Regions from separate parts of the Danio rerio genome. Here region 1 is linked to region 2. A link is a contact called in public Hi-C data. All regions are on one chromosome and are shown on one strand. The core of a region is the stretch at or near the end of the contact, and the rest is flanking DNA. Distances in the headings are between cores, read along the strand shown. Region 1 overlaps atp2a2b (ATPase sarcoplasmic/endoplasmic reticulum Ca2+ transporting 2b). Region 2 holds the start of ube2g1b (ubiquitin-conjugating enzyme E2G 1b (UBC7 homolog, yeast)).

Region 1 (4,852 bases), core at 347-2,846, 46 kb before region 2:
TTTTTAATTATCAAAATATTGTGATTTTTATTTTCTGTTTGCAAGTAAGTGTTAAAAAATATCTTATTTTTACAACATTATTATTTTGAAAACACAGAGAATGCAAATCACTGGTTTACTTATTTTATCTAACAAACTCATGTTATAAATGTTCACCCAATCAATCGAAAATCGAAAGAATAAAGGTTTATTCATATAATTGTTTATTATTAATTATTTCCAAACAGTTTATATCTAGTCTAGAATGTCAGTTTCTGTTACACATACAGTGCTCAGCATATACAGTATAAGGACACCCCTCAAAAATCGCTTTTAAAGTCATACTTTTAAAAGGAAGCTATACAATATTATATTTGTGCATATACATTAGATTAGTCAGTACTGAAGTAAAATCTAGAGCTAATCTAACAACATAACTTGATAACTGTCCAAAAAAAAAGTTCACCCAAATGTATATGTTATAGAAAAATTCTAAATACAAATTTATAAGAGGGAAAAAAAAAAAAAAAAAAATTCAACAGATACAAAAATATTTAAAAACTCAAAATTTTGTAGGTTGCAATTTGTTTTTGCAATATTTTGCTTGAATTAAATTGCATTATCTTTCAATTTCTAAATATTTTTGGTGACTAAAATATAATTTGTAAATCTGTTTTGTTTAAATGCACCAAAATACACTGCCCATATTCACTGAGAAATGGATCGAAATATTCCTTTTCAAAATGGGGTGTACTTAATTTTGCTGAGCACTGTATAACAATATACAAGCTCTGTTCTGAGCATGAATATAAAAAATTCAAATGTCAGACAACCACTAAATATAATCTCTTAGAAATTTCATTAAAGATATCATTCATGGAAATAAAGCGGGATGAGCGAACCAATTAAAATGAGTTCAGGTTTAATACAGCTAGAGATGACAAGACCGTTTATCTTAGCTACATCCGTCCCACAGTGTGTTATTATTTTCGGTCTGTCGATGCAAACCGGGACATTTAAGGGAAAAACTAAAGGTTTGAGCATTCACAGAATAAATCAAGCGGAATATTATTTTAAACAACTGCTATTAAAAAGACAAACAAACTGGGTTCTAAGTTTACCCTTTCCCCATGCTGAAAACGGATTGATATCAGCAGCATGCACATTCATTTTTTGTGCACATACAGTACAGCCCACAGTGAAGGCACTGCTGAGGATCATAGACAAATCTCACACACACAAGGTCAGTTATGCAACACTACTGCAAGTAACTGACTAGAGCATACTGATCAGCTCTCGCAGTAGAGGTGCTGAAGAACAGAGAGACAAGAGCAGATGAAGGCGATGACAAAAGATTAAAAGAGAAAAGCATACAGGGATTCAGTAAGGGGGGGAAAGAGAAATAAACCATGTCACCACCCTTTGAAATGAATCCTGTCAAACAGAAAAACAACACAGAGACGCTAGCAGGGGTGGTCTTAACAAGAGGTCATGAGGAACACCAAATCAAAACAAAACAAAATGATTAATCATGCTAATATCAAAGCTGCAGTTTAACGGTTTCCATCTGAGGCCAGAGTAAGTCACGTAGTGACAGAATCATCATGAATGTGTCTTTATTGATGTGTTGCTTTCTATGCAGTGATATCGCTCTCGGTTCTTGGCTGAACCTCAGCCTGAAAATTTCTAAACAATAACAGACTCTGTTGCCAAAGAATGAAATTATAGGCTAAACATAATTTATAATAGCTGAGGGTTGCAAGTTATTGCTTCCTCTTTGATGGGCTGCTCATTTCAATCTGGGGAAACATTTCCAGAGTCCTTACAAGAGATGCACTGATCTACCACACAGAAATCACTATTGCACTTTGTTTTTTTTGTTTTTTTTTTACAAATGAGTGTTAAGTATTTTTTTTGGGGGGCTTTTTAATTCGGCCGATTTTCGTTCCAGATTGTACACAAACTGCTCTGCACTGATTTTACAGCAGTGTGTAAACTGTGTTAACAGGTCAAAGATGGAGCAGGCATGATGTACTGTACTGAAGTATTTTTCTGCATTCATTTTAATACAATTATTGTCCATTGTTCTTGTATAAAAATCCAAAAATCAAACAAAAAAATGCTTATAGGTACCTTCAATAATGTGTCGATGCTCTTTGAGCCAAGGATTCATCAGAATAAAGGTGTTACCCTAATGAAGGCAAGTGCTTTCCAAAACAATTAGGCACCGTTTTAATAAATAGCCAATTCAATAAAGGCTTTTTAATATATTTTTCCACATTTTTCGAGTGCCTTGGACTGATTTTTGCTGTTTATTGATCATTGTTCATTAATACTTCTGCGATTTTATGCCGTTTTCACAATTGTAAAGATTTTACGAATAAAGCCTTTTGCACCAGGATAATCTCTCGCTATTATCAATGCTTTGTTTTGCATTTATACCCAAACAAATTTCACTTTCGAAGACCAAAGTGGATGCGCAGAATCACTTCATGACACTTAACAAAAAACATAAATTTCCCGGTACACAAACTGGTACTGCAAACTTTCTGCTTCTGACAGATATTGTTTGATCTCCAATTCCTCTCCAAAACAACTTTCGGACGGACTAAAAATGTTAGTCCGTTGCATATATCATACAGCTCTTTGTGTTCACACTAATGAAATCGAGCAGCTCCACAATAATCCTGCCTCAACAACATCGTCATCATTAGGAATGTGTGCCTGGCCAGAATTTTGTGCTTGAGTGTCACCATGACGAGTTTACAGTAACCAGAAGCTCCAGACACCAGAACAAAAGTGCCAATTTCACTAAGAGCAGTTTTAAACATGGCGCGTTAAAAAAAAGGTTTAAAAGAAACTCACTCTCTTCAAAAATGATTAGATGATCTCCATTTAATGCATATAAAAATACCGGCGCTTTGGCAGCTTATAACTCTAACCAAAGAAACGATGCTATCCCTGCTGTTCTACAAACGCCACCTACTGGTAAAAATAATAAGCAATTTTCTTCAGCAAGAAGAAAGTTTTTTCAGAAATTTTTTTTTGTTTAACAATCTAATTCATGTAAAAAGTAAATAAAAACAAAAGAGGGAAAAAAATCTCTATCGGACTCTTCCAACATGCTTGTAAAAAAAATAAATAAAATAAAATAAATAAAAAAATTCAGCAATCAGAATCAGCCATGAAAAACAAAAATTCTTACCCTGCAAACAGACATCTGGTTGGTGGTAAGAGTGCCGGTTTTGTCGGAGCAGATGACAGAGGTGCAGCCCAGAGTCTCCACTGAGGGCAGAGAACGAACGATGGCATTCTTCTTCGCCATACGCCGAGTACCCAGAGCCAGGCAGGTGGTGATGACGGCAGGCAGGCCTTCAGGGATGGCGGCCACAGCCAGCGCAACTGCGATCTTGAAATAGTAAACAGCCCCACGGACCCAGGAGCCGCCATGAACAGGGTCATTGAAGTGTCCGATGTTGATGATCCACACTGCGATGCAGATGAGGGAGATGACTTTGGAGAGCTGCTGACCAAACTCGTCCAGTTTCTGCTGTAGGGGTGTGCGCTCCTGCTCGGTGGATGCCATTTCATCACGGATTTTACCGATTTCAGTGTTTACACCTGTGGCGACCACTACTCCCACTGCTTTGCCTGCAGCAATATTGGTACCCTACAAACACGAAAGTAAAGGGGAGTTTTAAAAAACATGTCATGATAGCAATTCATCTTACAGTTTACTACACTGAAAAACAATTCTGGGTTTCACACAATGGATTTATGTTGGGACAACAAGAACGGAGTAACTTGTTAGTTTTTACAGATTTAAGTGGATTGAACATAAAACAATTAAGTTGTCCCCCAAAAAAGTTCATTTTAAATAAGTACTTTAAATAAGCAGCAATCAGTTTTTTGAGTGTAGTTGCACAGTAAAAAAATGATGGGTTCCAAAACATTTCTTTATGTTGTCCCAAGACAAGCAGATTAAGTTTACTTAATCATTACAATTTTAAGTGGATTGAACATAAAATAATTACGTTTTTTTTTAAAGATTGTGTTATTTCAGCTCTTTATAAATAAGCAGTTTGAACAAAGCTGCAAACAATTTTGTTGATTGTAGTTCACTTCTACAACAAAAGTTTTTTTAATGCAATTTAATTTTTTTTAATGCAAAACTACATATGGAAGCCATAAGCTTTTAAATCATCAGAATGAACTGATATTGGGTATTTGGCTGTGTACAGTATTAATTAATAAACGACACAAATGTACATTTCCTCATTAACATTTAAATGAGCTTTTCCATTATCTAATGTTGACACAAGACACAAGTAAATGTTAATTATTTAACAGAACCACTCAATGAAATACATATACATATTAAAATATATTTTCATACTGTATGATGTTGAGAAGTCGAAATTAACTTTTAACATTTAAACATTGATTACATTTTTAGACAAAAAAAAATAGAAAATGTACCTTTCATAGTATAGGGTCAGTAAAACCTTTTTAAAGAAAATTATTCAGTACAAATCTATCCCAGTAACAGCCAGTAACAAAATAAAATATAAAAATATTCAAAATGTATATATAAAACATATATAAAATGACTTAATGAATGATATTGTTTTCAAATAAAATCAGCTTTGGTGAGTATAAGACTTTAATACACTTATTTAAAACCCGTAATATTCCCAAAACTTCAGAAAAAAACAAAAATCTAAATATGAGAAAAATATAATACAATACAATATAAAGACATCATAATATGCTGACAGCAGTAGTCAGCAGTCTGACTTACAGAGAAGAGCATGTTCTTCTTGTCCTGGTTCACAGCGCGGGGGTCAGGGACTGGGTCTGTATGCTTGATTAC
Region 2 (4,754 bases), core at 1,257-3,756:
GATGTTGCCCAGTGATGGGTTGCAGCTGGAAGGGCATCCGCTGCGTAAAACATATACTGGATTAGATGGCGACTTGGCGGTTCATTCCGCTGTGGTGACCGCAGATTAATAAAGGGACTAAGCCGAAAAGAAAATTAATGAATAATATAATATAATATAATATAATATAATATAATATAATATAATATAATATAATATAATATAATTAATATAATATAATATAATATAATATAATATAATATAATATAATATAATATAATTAATAAAATATAATAGTAAACCTTTACATTTTATAACGTAAAATTAATTTGATGCAATGCCGTATTATTATTATTATTCCAAAGACTGTTTAAAATTGAAAATAGGAGTCTTTATACTAATGTTTACTTTTTACATTATATTTTATTATATGTTTTAGTAACTTAGTAATTATGTGTTTTATTATATTAAATAGGGGTTTTCAAATATTATTATATTCATAACTTATATTCAACATAACAACCCAACATAACGTTACCTTTTTAGTATAATTTTTGTCAAAACAGAGTTATTAACATATATTTATTAAATGAAAACTTATTTACATGATGTGATGTTGTTTACATTTTAGGACTTTTTATTTAAAAAACAATTGTTACACACACACACTGTTTGCTATGGAATGCAAAAACTTTGATACTCATTATTTCAAAATCATCCAGAACGCAGAAAGAACTTTATGATTCCAAGGTGACAATATATTATTCTATATTTTTTATATATGCTTTAAACAAAAGATACGGGACAATATAGTTAACAAAATAATGCCAGGGTGATAGAAGGAAAATAATAATAACATCACAAAAAATAAATACAAAAAACAAGAGTATAAACAATTAAATAAAATTCTTGCAATTACAAACAAGCAGGACCTTTACATTTATCGAAACATTTTAAACTAGAGCACAAATGAACAGTTTAAATGGTCTTTCTATTGCTGAGTAGTACAAAAGTAATTTTTCAGTTCCTTGTAAAACAAAGTAAAATAAAGATTCTTTGTTGGAATATACATTCAGGCCTTTAGCCAGCCTGGTGAAAGGGGTGGTTCTTTTTTTCTCAATAAGTGGACCTTTTTGCACTTATATGCCACAGTTTTAATTTAACTATGAGATTTAAATACTGAATTTTAGTGATTTTTTTTGCTGGATTATTTTTTTTTTTTGCTGATATGCTAAAAATATTTCCTAAAAAATTGCAATAAAAAATTTAAATGAGACAAATTTTTTAAATACAAATTTATTACATCATATAATATTAGGAAAAAATAGCAATCTGTTAAAGTTTTAAAGTAAGAAATCTGTAGCCCATTATCATTTATTAGACAGAAAACGACTTATAAATAAATTAATTATAATGAATTCTGCAGAATTTTTCTGGTCTCTTTGGTAAAAAAAGTATATTTAAATCATTCCTAGATATCAACAATAGCCAAAATATCTTCAAATTAATTTAATATGGTCCGCTTCTGGTGCTTCACATCTTTTTACTGCTCATTTTTATTTCAGAAATAAGGTCCAAGATTTAGAATACAGTTACCTGTACATGTTTTCTCTGTTTAAAAACAATACAGTGAAAGAAGACTTCTCTTACATCAGATTATAGTATTTATTTTCAATGTATTTGATTACCATAAAGGAGTCAGAAAGTTTAACCTGGTGCTATAATATCAATCTTTGTTGTTAATCTAACATATCTAATCTAATACACAATCCTATGAAAAAAAGTAAAGGCGGAGGTCTTTTTGCATGTTGTTGCTTTTTATGTAACTATTAACTACTATTTTTTTATTTACTGTGGGTTATGAATAAAATATTAACCAATTGATACTATAAGACTTAAATACTGCAATTTAGTGATTTTTTTTACTGGATTAACTAGTCAGATGTCATCATAACCACACTTTTTGATGTACTAAAAATATTTCCTAAAAAAATGCACTAAAAAAATTAAAACAAGACAAAATTTTGAAGACAAAAAAGAGAGCGATAGATGTGTTATTTTTAGACTGTGAAAAACGAATTTGACCACACATGTATCAGCTAGACTGATTATGGGCATATGAATCCAAGTTACATCTCTACTTAAGGAAACGATATTTAATTACAAAGAAAACAATAGAAAATTCATTGGGAGTCACAGGAAAACACTAACGTTAAGGAAATTTACTACATGGCTTCTACCATTACCACAAAATATTCATCATTTACAAAGTAAATCTATATTTTATTATTGAAATTAAAACGTGACACCTGTAACTGAACGTATATTATAGATTTTCAGCAGAATGATCAACAAAAGTGGAGCTGTCTGTTTTGGCTGTGCTTCAAATCCTAATGAGCGACCTACATAGACAACAGTGTTTAGCGTCATAACCGGGAAAGCGCCCAATTAGAAGTCCAAAACTGCTGTAGTAGGTATATCTACCTAGTGACACACAGCCTTGAGGTCAGTGCCAGTATCACATGTATCCGTTCTCGGCGCATGTGAAGTAGATCTCACACACACACTGTCCAAAAGCTGCGTGTCCAACAACTCTGACTTCCCAGCATTTAATTCTGTGACTTTATTCAGTAGTTAATAAGATATTATTTATTTAGTTAACATTAGTTGAAATAAAATGACTGAGCAATCGGCCCTGCTTCTGCGAAAACAGCTAGCAGGTAAGTGGCTAACTGTTAGCGTGAATAGCACGATTTATATTTATTATGTGTTATAAATGATGTTTATCGGTTCTGTTTGTACTTTTTAACAAGATTACATAGTGTGTAATGAAACTTACAGGGTTAGTGTTTGTGTAAGAGCATGTAGGCTTCGTATTTCCACTTGTAAAGTAATAAGGTCAGAAGGGTTTGCTAGCATGCTAGTTGAATAAGTTGGTCAGGTATAAACATGTTGATCATTAGTCTTTGGAAATTTATGTAAGGTAGTAATAAAAAATTAGAACATATTTTTTTATGTATTTAAATAAACAGTGGTAATAAATGGTGAAAGCTAAGCTGGTTTTAGCATTAGTTGACACGTGTTAGTATGTAATGGAGAAATTATTAACCTTCTGAAACAAATTAAGGTTATTAACTATATTACATATTATATGTATATTAGTACTTACACATCTTATATAAAAGTAATATCATTTTGTTTTTGTTTATACATGTGATCACAATGGAATATAAAATAAGAGAACGCTAAAGTTTTCAGATTCACTTCATTAATAAAGAATGGGTTTACGTGAGATGCTAATATTTGTTTTATTCTATAAAGTTTGTGATAAAAATCTCTGATCAATAAACTGCCATTTAGAGTTTATTTATTTATTTTTGGGAGAAATTGACAATTGGTCAAAATGACAAATGTTTTGTTTACTGTGATTTGGAAATCAGGAATAATCCACCAAATACAGATTTCTTCACTTTTAAGCAAAGTCAATGAGATTTTCTTTTGTTAATAATTGAATATAAAAGTGCTCAAAACATTTAAGTTTATTTGTTATATTATGAAATGCATTAATGCAGAGAAATTGAGTGATCTTTTTCTATATTTTTATTTCGTCCTAATTCTTTAAACCACAAAATTGTAGCTAATTGTCAGTGATACTTTTTTAAGTCATTAAAAAGAAAGACAATTACATATTCAAATGCCAGAATGTTGTTTCATTTATTTAAATATGTTACAATAATAATAATTATTCACCTTCATAATCATGTTCAACTCCTGTCTCTATCCTATTATAGTTTTTTTCCAGTAGCCAGTCCCCTGGATTAGAGGGCCTATTGACCACTTCTGTAGACCCCGCTCTGTGGTTAAGGAAAGGTTATCTCAACCCCTAAAGAGTTTTTAGCTGGGGACATTGTAAATGTGCAAGGACTTCAGCTTATGCCAGAAAACATAGATATGCTGATATTAAAAAAAAAAAGGAAAATCTCAACACAGACACAGTTTTAGTTTGTTCCTATCAAAGGGTCTTCTTTAGTTTGTTTTATTATTATTTTTGAATTTCTTTTTAAAATAACAATTTAGTTATGGCAGAAAATATATCATTTTGCAAAAAATGTGCAGCATTTAAGAAAAAAATTAAAGGGCTCTTCACCTTAAATTGGAATCGCGATTCAGGTGAATCATTACATCCTGTTACACTGATATAAAACAGAACACTGTTTCACCCATTTTTTAACATTTTTTTTATTTTTATTAAATTATCTATAGAAAGCAACTTATCATGTTTCATATCATTCTATATTGATAATTATTAAATATTTTTTAACAAACCATTTAGGACTATTAGGATTTTTATTTTAACCACTTTATTTTATTGTATCAACATTACTAATTCAATTAGGTTTAATAGTCAAAAAATCAAAAATATTTAAACAAAATATGTGATCTCTTTATATATAAGTGTTATAGAGACTTGATAGATAATATTTCATAAAGTGTATGTGATGGTAAGGTGTAAATACTGACAATCAAAGCAAACTTTGAGGTAGATAAACATCTGTAAGGTGTGAATAATAATGATACAGTAAACCTCAAACTCTGTAAACAAAAGAAATAAAGATAATCAAATTTTAGCTTTCAAGTAAAGGAACCAGCCATCATTGTTCAAATACATACTGCAACATTACAAATTGTGAAGATGAATGACTACATTACCTACTTTGCTAAAAAATCTTTCAAAAAGGGAGCTAGTGGCTGGGATGCACAAGAAAAGAAACCAA

What was found. A called contact is a pair of places that touch in the nucleus more often than the background predicts.
Region 1: a contact with region 2 is called in a Hi-C map of skeletal muscle, with 4 times the contacts expected there. The contact joins the enhancer-like site here to the promoter of ube2g1b in region 2. A contact is called at or near these places in 6 of 18 Hi-C or Micro-C datasets (caudal fin, embryo, gastrula embryo and 3 more) and 2 of 4 datasets of contacts at active chromatin or transcription factors (caudal fin and embryo).

Annotation. Positions count from the first base shown.
Region 1 is chr21:18,507,490-18,512,341 of GRCz12tu, reverse strand. It overlaps atp2a2b (ATPase sarcoplasmic/endoplasmic reticulum Ca2+ transporting 2b), which reads right to left. Exons shown (of 19, transcript NM_001030277.1): 6 at 4,781-4,852; 7 at 3,185-3,649. Among named protein-coding and RNA genes, the nearest start is that of bcr, 22 kb to the left of the region's middle. Within about 2 kb of position 1,596, at least 6 of the 62 cell types and tissues checked have an H3K27ac peak or open chromatin away from gene starts, as enhancers often do. A contact at or near this core is called in skeletal muscle, where this site is marked.
Region 2 is chr21:18,462,339-18,467,092 of GRCz12tu, reverse strand. ube2g1b (ubiquitin-conjugating enzyme E2G 1b (UBC7 homolog, yeast)) reads left to right here and starts at 2,506. Exons shown (of 5, transcript NM_213530.1): 1 at 2,506-2,699. The coding sequence starts at 2,657.